2 separate regions of the Rattus norvegicus genome follow, and region 1 is linked to region 2. A link is a contact called in public Hi-C data. All regions are on one chromosome and are shown on one strand. The core of a region is the stretch at or near the end of the contact, and the rest is flanking DNA. Distances in the headings are between cores, read along the strand shown.

Evidence for each region. A called contact is a pair of places that touch in the nucleus more often than the background predicts.
Region 1: a contact with region 2 is called in a Hi-C map of the A7r5 cell line, with 5 times the contacts expected there. The contact joins the promoter of Ust here to the enhancer-like site in region 2. A contact is called at or near these places in 10 of 12 Hi-C or Micro-C datasets (the A7r5 cell line, the Rat2 cell line, Schwann cells and 5 more) and 1 of 1 datasets of contacts at active chromatin or transcription factors (oligodendrocytes).

Annotation. Positions count from the first base shown.
Region 1 is chr1:4,780,835-4,786,566 of GRCr8, reverse strand. It overlaps Ust (uronyl-2-sulfotransferase), which reads left to right and starts at 4,211. Exons shown (of 8, transcript NM_001108458.1): 1 at 4,211-4,834. The coding sequence starts at 4,585.
Region 2 is chr1:4,600,884-4,606,046 of GRCr8, reverse strand. All of the region lies in intron 3 of Ust (uronyl-2-sulfotransferase), which reads left to right. Among named protein-coding and RNA genes, the nearest start is that of Ust, 180 kb to the left of the region's middle. Within about 2 kb of position 3,901, at least 7 of the 93 cell types and tissues checked have an H3K27ac peak or open chromatin away from gene starts, as enhancers often do. A contact at or near this core is called in the A7r5 cell line, where this site is marked.

The DNA of each region.
Region 1 (5,732 bases), core at 2,962-5,461, 180 kb before region 2:
ACAGCTTGAACTCATGAGAACTTTTACTCAGGTGAACTACTTTAACCCTCAGAGCATAAATTGTCTGATGCTCTAAGTAAAGTTGGCTACTGAATGAGACTTTAGTCTGCCTCATTTATTGATTTCATTCTCCCAGGTCCCACTGCCTGTAGGGTGGTAACAGTTTTATGTTTTTAAAAATAAATTTACAAATGAATCGATCTTTTAGATAATTCATTAGGCTTTTAGACAAATGCAACCAAGAATTTTAGTTAAAATTCACTCTAGAAGAAAGCGTCAGCTCTAGGAGCTATCTTAGAGACAGGAAGTCAACATTACATTGTAACAACTAGACTTGCAGTGTGGATGCCAGGATAGGAAATCATGTCAACACTTAATGATAGTTCTTTGAGCATGTGGTTTATTCCCGAAAACCTCTAACTCATGCCTATCTAGCTGGTGTGAATATTGTTTTCTCTGCAGCGTTCATTTGAATAAAATAGAATCAAGAATTCCGATAAATTCTTTTTGAATTAGTTTGTTTACTGGAAAGAACTATATATCCAAGAACTTTGTATCCAAGGTTGGATACAAAGAAAAGGGATTCATTTAGTTTACTAAGATGAGGTTGTTCCATTGGTTCAGGCCCTTCTTTTTTTTTTTTTTTTGGTTTTTTTTTTCGGAGCTGGGGACCGAAACCAGGGCCTTGCGCTTCCTAGGTAAGCGCTCTACCACTGAGCTAAATCCCCAGCCCCGGTTCAGGCCCTTCTTGACTGGACCTCATCAGGTATCAAGGTAGGAGAGATTCCATGAAGAGAAAGGAAGACAGAGAGTATCGGGGCTCAGATTCATTCTTATACAACTCACAGGAGCTAATTCATTCTGTGAGGCCAATGTTTACCAAGGATAATGTCCCAATGACTTCAGCACCTTGTCTCAAGCCCTATTTCCCCAGTCTGTCTTATGATCTGCCAATGGAACCCATGGCATTGTGTGAATGAGAACAAGGGCTCGACCACTAAGCTACCTTGCTGGACTCCACCTCCACTGCTGTTTTTTTTTGTTTGTTTGTTTGTTTTTTTTTTTTTGTTTTTTTTTTGCTTTTTTAAATTTCTACATTCACTTATTTTCTCCAACGTGTCTCCTTCCCAGTCAGATTGCCTAGAGCAAGTGGGCCTTTCCCCCATGGAATGTTGACAGCTGCTGGCTCCAGAAACCAGGAGTGGGATCACAAACCCAGAGGGCCTCAACGCACATTCTTTCATGGAATGGTTGCTCAAACTGCAGGCTCTGCCTCAGGACCAGATGGTCAGAGGAGGTCTCTAAAACATTAGGAAGATTGCCTGGCAACTCCCATCCCTTGGCCTGTCTTTATCAACTCGGCAATTATTAATTGGGAGTCTATTCTGGGCCGCTCGTTGTACTGAGGGAAGTAATTCACACTAATGAGCAATGACTGATGGACTTAATTCTCTAAGGGACAGTCACATCTCTAAAGTGTACACATTAATCCAGATAAATCTCCCTTTCATGGAGTAAATGTGAAGCAGGCCATTAGCACCCCACTTAGGAGTTCTCGTGACAAGCAAAGGGCTCTTTGCTCGTTGGCATCCCAAACAGCATACCTAGACCTTAGAAAGTGGCCAGGAGAATTCAGGATAGGGACAGCTTGTTCCCATGCAGTAGCGACTCTTTGAGAGTGTAGCCGTGTGTGGTGCTGCCCACCTCATAACTCTCTGGCTTGTGGTTCACGTTGTCTTCCCTTATGTCCTAGCTTGTGAACGGAAGTTCCTAATTTAGGTCGTGGGTAAGCCACATCTGTTCAGCAGGAGTTCCCGTTGTTCTGAGAAATAACTTGACCACAAGCAACCTTAGGGAGAGAGGGGTTATCTGGCTTACAATATCAAATCACATTTCCTCACTGAAGGAACTCAAGACAGGAACTGGAAGGCAGGCCTGTTTGCTATTCCGTAAGACCAGCGGCCTCACTTCACAGCCAAAGAAGTGTGGCAAGGACCTGTGGAAAACAGAATGTTGTTTGTGGGCTCATGCTTAACGAGCTCCTTTATACAGTTCAGAATCATCTTCCCAGGGAACAGTGTGGTTCCCCCACAGTGGGCTGGACACTCCTACATTATAACAGACAACTAATCCAGTCTAGGCAATTCTTTTTTTTTTTAATAATTGTTTTTGTTTTGTTTGTTTATTTAATGTATATGCGTACACTGTTGCTGTCTTCAGGCACACCAGAAGAGGGCATCAGATCCCATTACAGATGGTTGTGAGCCACCATGTGGTTGCTGGGATTTGAACTCAGGACCTCTGGAAGCAGTCAGTGCTCTTAACCGCTGAGCCATCTCTGCAGCCCTAGGCAATTCTTTTTTTTTTTTTTTTCTATTTTTTCGGAGCTGGGGACCGAACCCAGGGCCTTGCGCTTGCTAGGCAAGCGCTCTACCACTGAGCTAAATCCCCAACTAGGCAATTCTTTAATTGAGGTTCTTTCCAGCGATTCTAGGTTGTGACTGTGACATTTAAAACTAACCAGCTTGCGTTCTGCCCTTCAGTTTGAATTCTTACTCCCAGCGTCCCATTCCTCAATTTTCTGTGGAGTAATCTCTGGAGGGACAAGGTTTTAAAAGTTTTCAGGAAGACAGTCCTGGAGTTACGAGGCTCTTAACCGACCTGTCCCCCATCTCCTGATTACTGGAATATTTAGAATGAGTTGGGGATCAGAGATGAGAGGTAACAGAATCACGTGGCCCCAGCTAAATGGTCTTTTTTGCTAATTGCAGGGAAACCATGAAGAAATCTGGCCAGTGCCAGATTTGCAGTGGTTAATATATCTGTCTTGTTCACCATCCTACCTTCTTATGTCACTAAATGTCATGTTTGTTGGCGACTTAACGCGCAGCTGGAAAAGAAAAACCTTATTGAGGAACTGTCTCCAACAGATTGGTCTTTGCTCATACCCGGGGAGCATTTTCGTGATTGCTAGTTGATGTAGGAAGGCCAGCCCACAGCTGGCTGAACTATTCCTAAGCAGGTGGGCCTGGGATGTGTAAGAAAGACAGCAGTAAGGTGAACCTGGAAGCCGCGGGTAAGCACATTACTCCATAGTTTCTGCTCCAGTTCCTGCTTGTAGGTTCCTCCTGCCTCGGCTTCCTTCCATAATGGACTGTAACTGGTTAGCCAAACAAATCCTTTTCTTCTCCATGTTATTTTGGGCCAATGGTGTTTATTAAAGTCACAGAAAAACAATCTAGGACACTGGAAACACAATGTAACTCTCTGGCCATATTACTTCTGTAGCTGGTGATTAGTAAAATACAAAACAAAAAACGACTAAGTGTGCCTGATAGAGCAGCACTGTCAAGTATCACCAGTTCCGTTCTCCATAGGTGTCTGAGAAGCTTAAGTTCTAGAAACTTCCTAGCGGTGGGAAGAGAGATAGTGAAACAGGTACCTGAGTGCACAGAGCATCCACTTTTTCTATCTGCTATAAGGACTTCCTGGAGTCAGCTTAGTACCCCTGTTTCCAGTGGAGTGCTTGTAGGACCAGGGAGGGCAAGAAAAAAGCGCCCTCTGATTCTCAGCCAGGGGCGTGCAGGCGCTACCCGCCTGGCCCTGACCGGCGTGTTTCATTAAAAAACCTACCTATTGCCTTTTTATCGTCCGGGCTAGGTGTTGAACCCATATCCCAGCACACTGTATCGGCCTTTGGTAGATGGGTCGCTTGGGATATAGAAAGAGAATCAAGTTCTCAAAATGAAAAGACAAACGTAGTCAAATCCTCCAACTCGGCGACTGTTTATGAGAGCGAAGTCAGCGGGGCCCCAAGAGGTCGCTGGTAGCGCAGGAACCGAGACCGGATTGTAGAGAACGGAGGGGGAGGCGGGGGTGGGGGAGACGACAAACCACACACCCAGAAACTTTCTTCCTTGTTGCTGATCCTCGGCCCCCTCCTCCCTCCCTGCCCGCCCCAGCAGAAGCCGTAACGTGACACCGAGTCCAGCGTCGAGACCCGGGGTGGAGAGGGAGGGGAGTGTGGGGAGGGAGGAGAGCCGGCCGCCTTGAGCCGGAGAGAAAGAGGAGAGGAGGAGAGGCGAGGAGGGAAGGGAAGGGAAGCCCCTGTCAAGGAGGTGGAGCGAGAGGGTGGTGTCCGCCTCCTGATCCTCCCTGCCTTGAGCTAGCCGAGCCTGATCCGGGACCAAACACGCCGCCCGCGACCCACACAAAGCCCGGGGGGTCCACGCTGGCGCTGGAGGCGAGCCGGGAGCGAGCCCGGGGCGCGGCGGGACTTGGGGCGCAGGGCTGCCACGGGACACGGGGCTGCTAGTGGGACGCGCGACCGGGCGTGGGTTGCAATCGCTACCCTCTACGGCGGGGCCCGGAACATCTTGGGCCCTTTGGGGCCGCAGCGAGCGGTGGGGACCAAGATGAGCAGAGTACCCTGAGCCCGGCAACTTCGGCCCCTCCCCGCCCCCACTCGGCTGCCCACAGTGCGTCCCTCTCCATGTGCAGACGGCCGGCCAGGCGCTCCGGCTGGCGGCGGATGGGTGACCTCTTCCTGGCCCGGGCGGGCTGTGCGAGGCGGCGGAGCGGGCGATGAAGAAGAAGCAGCAGCAGCATCCCGGCGGCGGCGCGGATCCCTGGCCCCATGGGGCCCCTGTGGGGGGCGCCCCTCCGTGCCTGGGCAGCTGCAAGCGCCGGATCCCGCTGCTGCCTTTCCTGCGCTTCTCCCTCCGGGACTACGGTTTCTGCATGGCTACGCTGCTGGTCTTCTGCCTGGGCTCCCTTTTCTACCAGCTCAGCGGGGGACCCCCTCGTTTTCTACTCGACCTGCGGCAGTATTTGGGTAAGAAAGGACTGCGCCGGACCCCGCAAAGTTGGGCACCCGGGGAAAGGATGATAAGTGGGGAAATCTCTAAAGCTGTCACGGCCACCACGGTCCCTGAGACTCCCCAGGTGGGATGCCAACCAGCGTCCATCCCTGCGTGCGGCAGCTGGGAGCGCCTGCTCCCTACTGCACTCCAGGCAGTCCGCAGGCGCCGCGGGGCGCCGGGCAGGTGTCCCAAGTCCTGAGGTCTCGTACCCGTCCCCATATCGCCACTCCAACTGGGGCAGAGTAGACAGGAGCATGTTTATGAGTGTTTGTGTGTACTCTGGCCTGGCGGTGCGTGGACAGTCTCTGTGATGTGGTTAAAGACTTACGATCCTGTCCCGTCTGGCTTTCTGAGTTGTGTGGGTTGGTTTAGCCCCGTTTCCCAGTCACTTTTAGCTATTCTATCCGGTGGGTTCCCCTTTTGTGAGTTGGCCCAGGTGATTCCATCCTTAGGTTGGTTTGTTCCTTGGCAGCACCTGCGCACCCCGCGGACTGCAGCGAGAGTGCAGGAGAAATTGGTGCTGTCTTTAGGTGCCAGTCAGCTGTGTCGCCTTCTGTGACCTGTCGAACTTCCACCATGTATGTGTCTCAGGTCAACTTTTTTTCTTCTTGGTTCGTGGCTGAATAAGGAAGAGGTCGGAACCCAAGAAAACAGATTTCAGTGAGGTGTTACCTCCCTCCTCTCTCATCCATGATTCTGAGTGCCAAGGTTTGGCCTGCACTCGCCCAGGTCCCTGGGATGATGCTGGCTCATAAGCCTTGGCTAAGGGAGGATGTAAATACCTTGACTTCTGTGGCCAGAAGAGGTCGTGCAGAGGTTGTCTCTGAGGTGGTAAATCTGAGTGGAAGAAGCTACAGTGGCCATCTGCAG
Region 2 (5,163 bases), core at 2,652-5,151:
CACAAAAGGCCAAGGCAATATGAATGCCCCAAATCTAGACAGAATGCTTCCGTCTACATGATTCTGTGTGCCTCCAAGGGGAAGATAATGTCTGAAGAGCAGGTGCGTGCTGAGATTTCAATATTGTGATTTTGACTTGCTAGTAAGTGCCCCCCATTGGATAATACAAGTTTCTGAAGTGACAGAGCCCTTTTTCTTTTTTGACACCAGGTTGTTGTGGTTTGAATGTGAACGGTCCCCCATACTCTCCCGTGTTTGACTGTTTGGTCCTTGGCTAATGGCACTGTAGGACTTGGAGTCTTCCTGGACGGAGGAAGTATGTTTCCAGGAGTGGGCTTTGAATTTTCATAGCCTGGTCCCACTTCCTGTTTTTACTCTCTAGTTTTAGATCGCCAATGAAACATGAAATGCCCTAAAAGTCTGTGACCTCTGCATTGGGTTTTCTGAGGTAGCTGGATCTCTGGATCTGTCTGGGCTTCCCATGTTGCCAACTTAGGGAACTCCAGGTTCAAGAATGAAGGTGGGGGTGAGGTGGGGAGATGGTTCGGTGTGCAAAAGTGCTAGCTTCCTTGTGAGGAGTGATACTGAGAACCAATGTGATAGTTTGTACATGCTTGGCCCAGGGGACGGCACTATTAGGAGGTGTGGCTTTATTGCATGAGGTGTGTCACTGTGGCCATGGGCTTTGCCCTTGCTGCTTAGAAGCCAGTCTTCTAGCAACCTTAAGATAAAAGATGTAGAACTCTCAGCCCCTCTTTCACCATATCTGCCTGGTTGCTGCCATGCTCCCGCTTTGATGACAATGGACTGAATCTCTGAACCCGTAAGCCAGCCCCAATTAAGTGTTGTCCTTTATAAGAGTTGCCTTGGCCATGATGTCTGTTCACAGCAGTAAAACCCTAGCTAAGTAAAGGCATAGTACAAGCACTCCAGAGACGAAAAAACAAACCAGCAAAAACTGGCAGAGACCCTACCTCAAAGGAAAGTAGAAAGTGAGGACCAACTCCCGTGGTTGCCTCTGACCTCCCTAGTTGCTCTCTGACCTCTGTACATATGCTGTGGCACGTGCACTCGTGTGCGCGTGCGCGCACACACACACACACACACACACACACACACACACCTGTATTCACACACACACAACTGTGCCTACACACATGCACACACATACTCACACACACAAATAGTACACACATTGTATGCATAAGCTTTTTCAAATAATAAGGTGAAGAGAGACTATGAAACCGTCAAATCCCCTGACCTCTATGAGCATGTTCATACACATGCACACACTATAAACACCTATGCATTCATACACACTAAACACAAGGAATGAAAAGTATGTTTGGCATTTAAAGCTTTGAGGCTAGGTGTGGTGCCACCATGCCTCTAATCCCAGCATTTGGGAAGCAGAGGCAGGCCCATCTGTCTGGGTTGAAGGCCAGCCTGGTCTATATAGTGAGTTGTAGGCCAGCCCAAGTTACATGGTGAGACCCTGCTTCAGAAAGGGGGGGTGTGTGTGTGTCACGTTTCATGTGTAAGATGTTTAATAATAACAACAGAACCCCTTTGATTCCCTTACTTTGACTGATTAGGATCTTTTCTTACTAACCACAAGAAAATGACTGTAAATAAATAGTCTATGTTCTTAGGATGCTATTACGGTTATTAAATTTTACCTTCCTTTGTATGCAAGCCTCAGGGCCTGCTTATCAGATTACCCCTAAATGCTGCTGTGTGTGTATTTCATGCATTATTCCTAGATACCTTGTAAGACAGTTTCTAGATTCAGGTGGCCCCTGTTGAAGGTGTGCAAACAGCCCAGAGGAAACAGAAGAAAGGCCCGAAGGATCAGACACTAGAATGTTCAGGAACATCCCAAGGGAAAGAACACGGAATTCTAATGCAGAACACACTGTGGGAGTTTTGAGTAGATAACCCTACTTCGTTCCCTGATTTAAATAGGTATAATCATAAATAAACTAATTTAAATAAAAAGCTAATCCAATTATCTGACTGAAATAGGTGGTTACTAGAAAAGATTAAAGACAACAGCACCCTGAAGGGGAACCTCCTCTGAAGGGGAAGCTCTCATCTGTTAGGAATGGTTGGCTTGTCTGGAAGCCAGGGAACAGGCAAGACAATCTTTTTAGGTTTTTTGTAGCACCATGACTCTGTGATATATTTATACAACTTCTAGCATATTCCAGGTGTTATGTGGTTCTGATTCCTGTGGTCACTGTGGCCTAGCCTATATTTCATTACTTACTGCGGATTCCTCTTAAATTATAAGACAAGTAAAAGAAAAGACTAAAGCAAAAGACTTGGGAGGAAAAAGCGGATACACAAGTCTGCCATGAAAATAAAAGAGGACCGTGCTCACAGCGTCTCTGAGCCAGCTGACCTGGCTCCTGGACACGGGAGAGTAGCCAAGAAACAGGACAAGAAACCAGACCTAGTCTATCTCCATGGATGTTCTGAGAGACTTGCCTTTGTTCCATGGGATCCCTTTTACTAAAGTTTGAAAGTACATATGACAGCAGAGAACGAAATATTATTTTAACTTAACGTATTCAGGAAATAATTTACGGTATTAATAGCTGCTCTTCTGGGTGATTTATTAAAAGGGAAAGGCGGTGTGATTTAGGAGACTAGTTAAAATTTTATGGTCAGTGGCTCTCTCCCTTAAGCAATAGAACTCTGAAAATCATTCCCATGGAAAATTGTTTTCCCAAAATTAATAATAACAACAACAACAATAATAACAACTTTGCTTCAGGTACTGTAGGAGTTAAACAATCTCTCGTGTGCTAGGCCAGGGATCTATAAACCTTTTTTTTTTTCCATGAGAAAACATGTTCCATGTTCCAAAGTACTGACTTACGAGTGAACTTCAAAACTATGTCCATTTACAGGGCTGAGTTTTTCTGTGCCATTTCATTGAAACCACAAGTCATTTCTCCAGGCCACGATTAAATGAGCATATTCATTTCCCCCTCAATGGTAGCTATCATCATGCACACATGTGTTCATACATGTGCAAACACACATCTGCACACTCAACAGTTAAGGGTTAAAACTTTATAGCCTAGGGGATTTTTACAGCAGGGAAGAAAGCAAGAAGACACCAAATGTTACAGATACCCATAAAGACCTATTACATCTGCTTCCACAGAAATAGGCACACCTTTAAAACTGTACTTTGAACAATTCCTTCTCCACAGATGCGCTCCTAAACACTGCTGGCCAGGTGTTGGATCTTTGTGTTACATATAATACAAACTCAGGATGACACTGGTTCATCTGCACCAGATCTAAATATAGCTCTCAGTTAGGGGGCGTGATTTGTATGATTTTGCAAAGTGGAGATTCTATCTAGTGTGACTGAAGAGGCTTCTCCCACTCCCCGAAGGGCAAGGGAGTGGTGGCCAAGAGTCTTCACAGCCCATTTGCTAGTCCTAAAGTGACTTCAGCACTGTGCCCTAAGTATAGTGAAGGTCAGAGTGCCACAGGCATCCCACAGGGAGAGGAACCTGTTATTCTGGTTGGAGAGTGGCAGAAACTGACCTCAGACATCGAAAAGATTAGCAAGAGCAGATCACTTTGCTATTGGTTTTTCTGCTGGAGTTTCCCAAGATGTATGAAGCAAATGGGAAGCCTACGTGTGAATTGTTTCTCCTAATTATGTCATTTAACTATTTGGGGCCAAAAATACACCAGTGAGTAAGTGTCGCTCCCTGTTTTCTGGGTGAGAAACTGAGATAATTTGACACCTTCTGAAAATAACTGGAGCAACTGCGAATGATGGCTTGACCTGGACCTGGGCTCACCCAGATCCAAAGGTTGTTCCCATAATGCAACGGTCGATCTCCAGCAGTGCTTTTGGAATCCTAGAGTCTTGGCGCCCTTCCGCTGGAAATGCTGGCCAGGAATCCAGAACATTCTTTTGAGGGGGCGGGGGAGTGAGTAGTGGCACAGGCAGCTTTTCTATGATGCAGCAGCCAGGCTGAGGAAGGTCTTCAGCAAGGTCCTCATGTCAGCATTTCCTGGAAGGGTGATCTCTAGGGCTCCATGCTCCCTCTGTCCAGGAAGAAGGGAAAAGGGAATGGCTTAGAAATTCGAGGGCTCCTCTGTACCCTGTTTTCATCTAGAAGATTCACAGAGATTATTCACATTTTAATGACTGACAGTCTTAAGACATAGACATATATACTGTATGTGTGTGTGCATGTCTGTATTTGTATGTTCCCATGTGTGTGGGCACACCTGTGTGTGTGTGTGCACGCTGGTGATTGTGAGTGTGTACGTGCATGTGCATGTCCATGTATATGCTGATGACTGTGTATATGTATGTGTGTGTGTTGAGGGCTTGTGTGTGTGTGTGTGTGTGTGTATATGTGTGTGTGTGTACTGATGACTGAGTATATATGTGTGTGTTCGCATGTTCACCTGTGTGCACCCATGTGCATTCATGTGCTGGTAACCATATATGTGAGTTTGTGTTAGTGTGTTCACATGTATGTGTCCATGTATATGTATGTGCTGTGACTGTGTGTCTATTTGCATGTTCACATGTATGTATGTGCTCACATGTATGCATGTCCTGGTGACCATGTGTGTCTGTTTTGTGAGTATTTGTGTATGAGTGTATGTGTGTGTGGTATGTATGTGCGAGTGTGTGTGTGTGTGTGTGTGTGTGTGTGTGTAGCTTGTCACTGGCCATCTTCCTCATCATTCTTCACTTTATTTTCTGAAGAACAGATTCTCCCTAAACCCAGATTTCCCAGTTCACCATCTTGCTCTGAGAATCACATGTCTTCACCTCCTGAGGCCTGGGATTACAGACAGATTGCCATGCCTGCCCCATTTATGAGGGATAGGGATCTAAGTTTTAGTCTTCATGCTAAGACATCAAGCATGTTACTATGTATGTATGTATGTATGTATGTATGTATGTATGTATCATCTATCTATCCATTAGTCTATTCCTACATACACACATGCATACATATGTTATATATATATATTACATACACATACATATACATACATGCACATACGTTTTAAACACCAGTTTCTCCTAGACTTCCCCAGGCTTAGTTGATCAGGGGATTTTTGTGTGTCATGGCTGTGCTTTGGATCCCACAGAACTTACACATCATA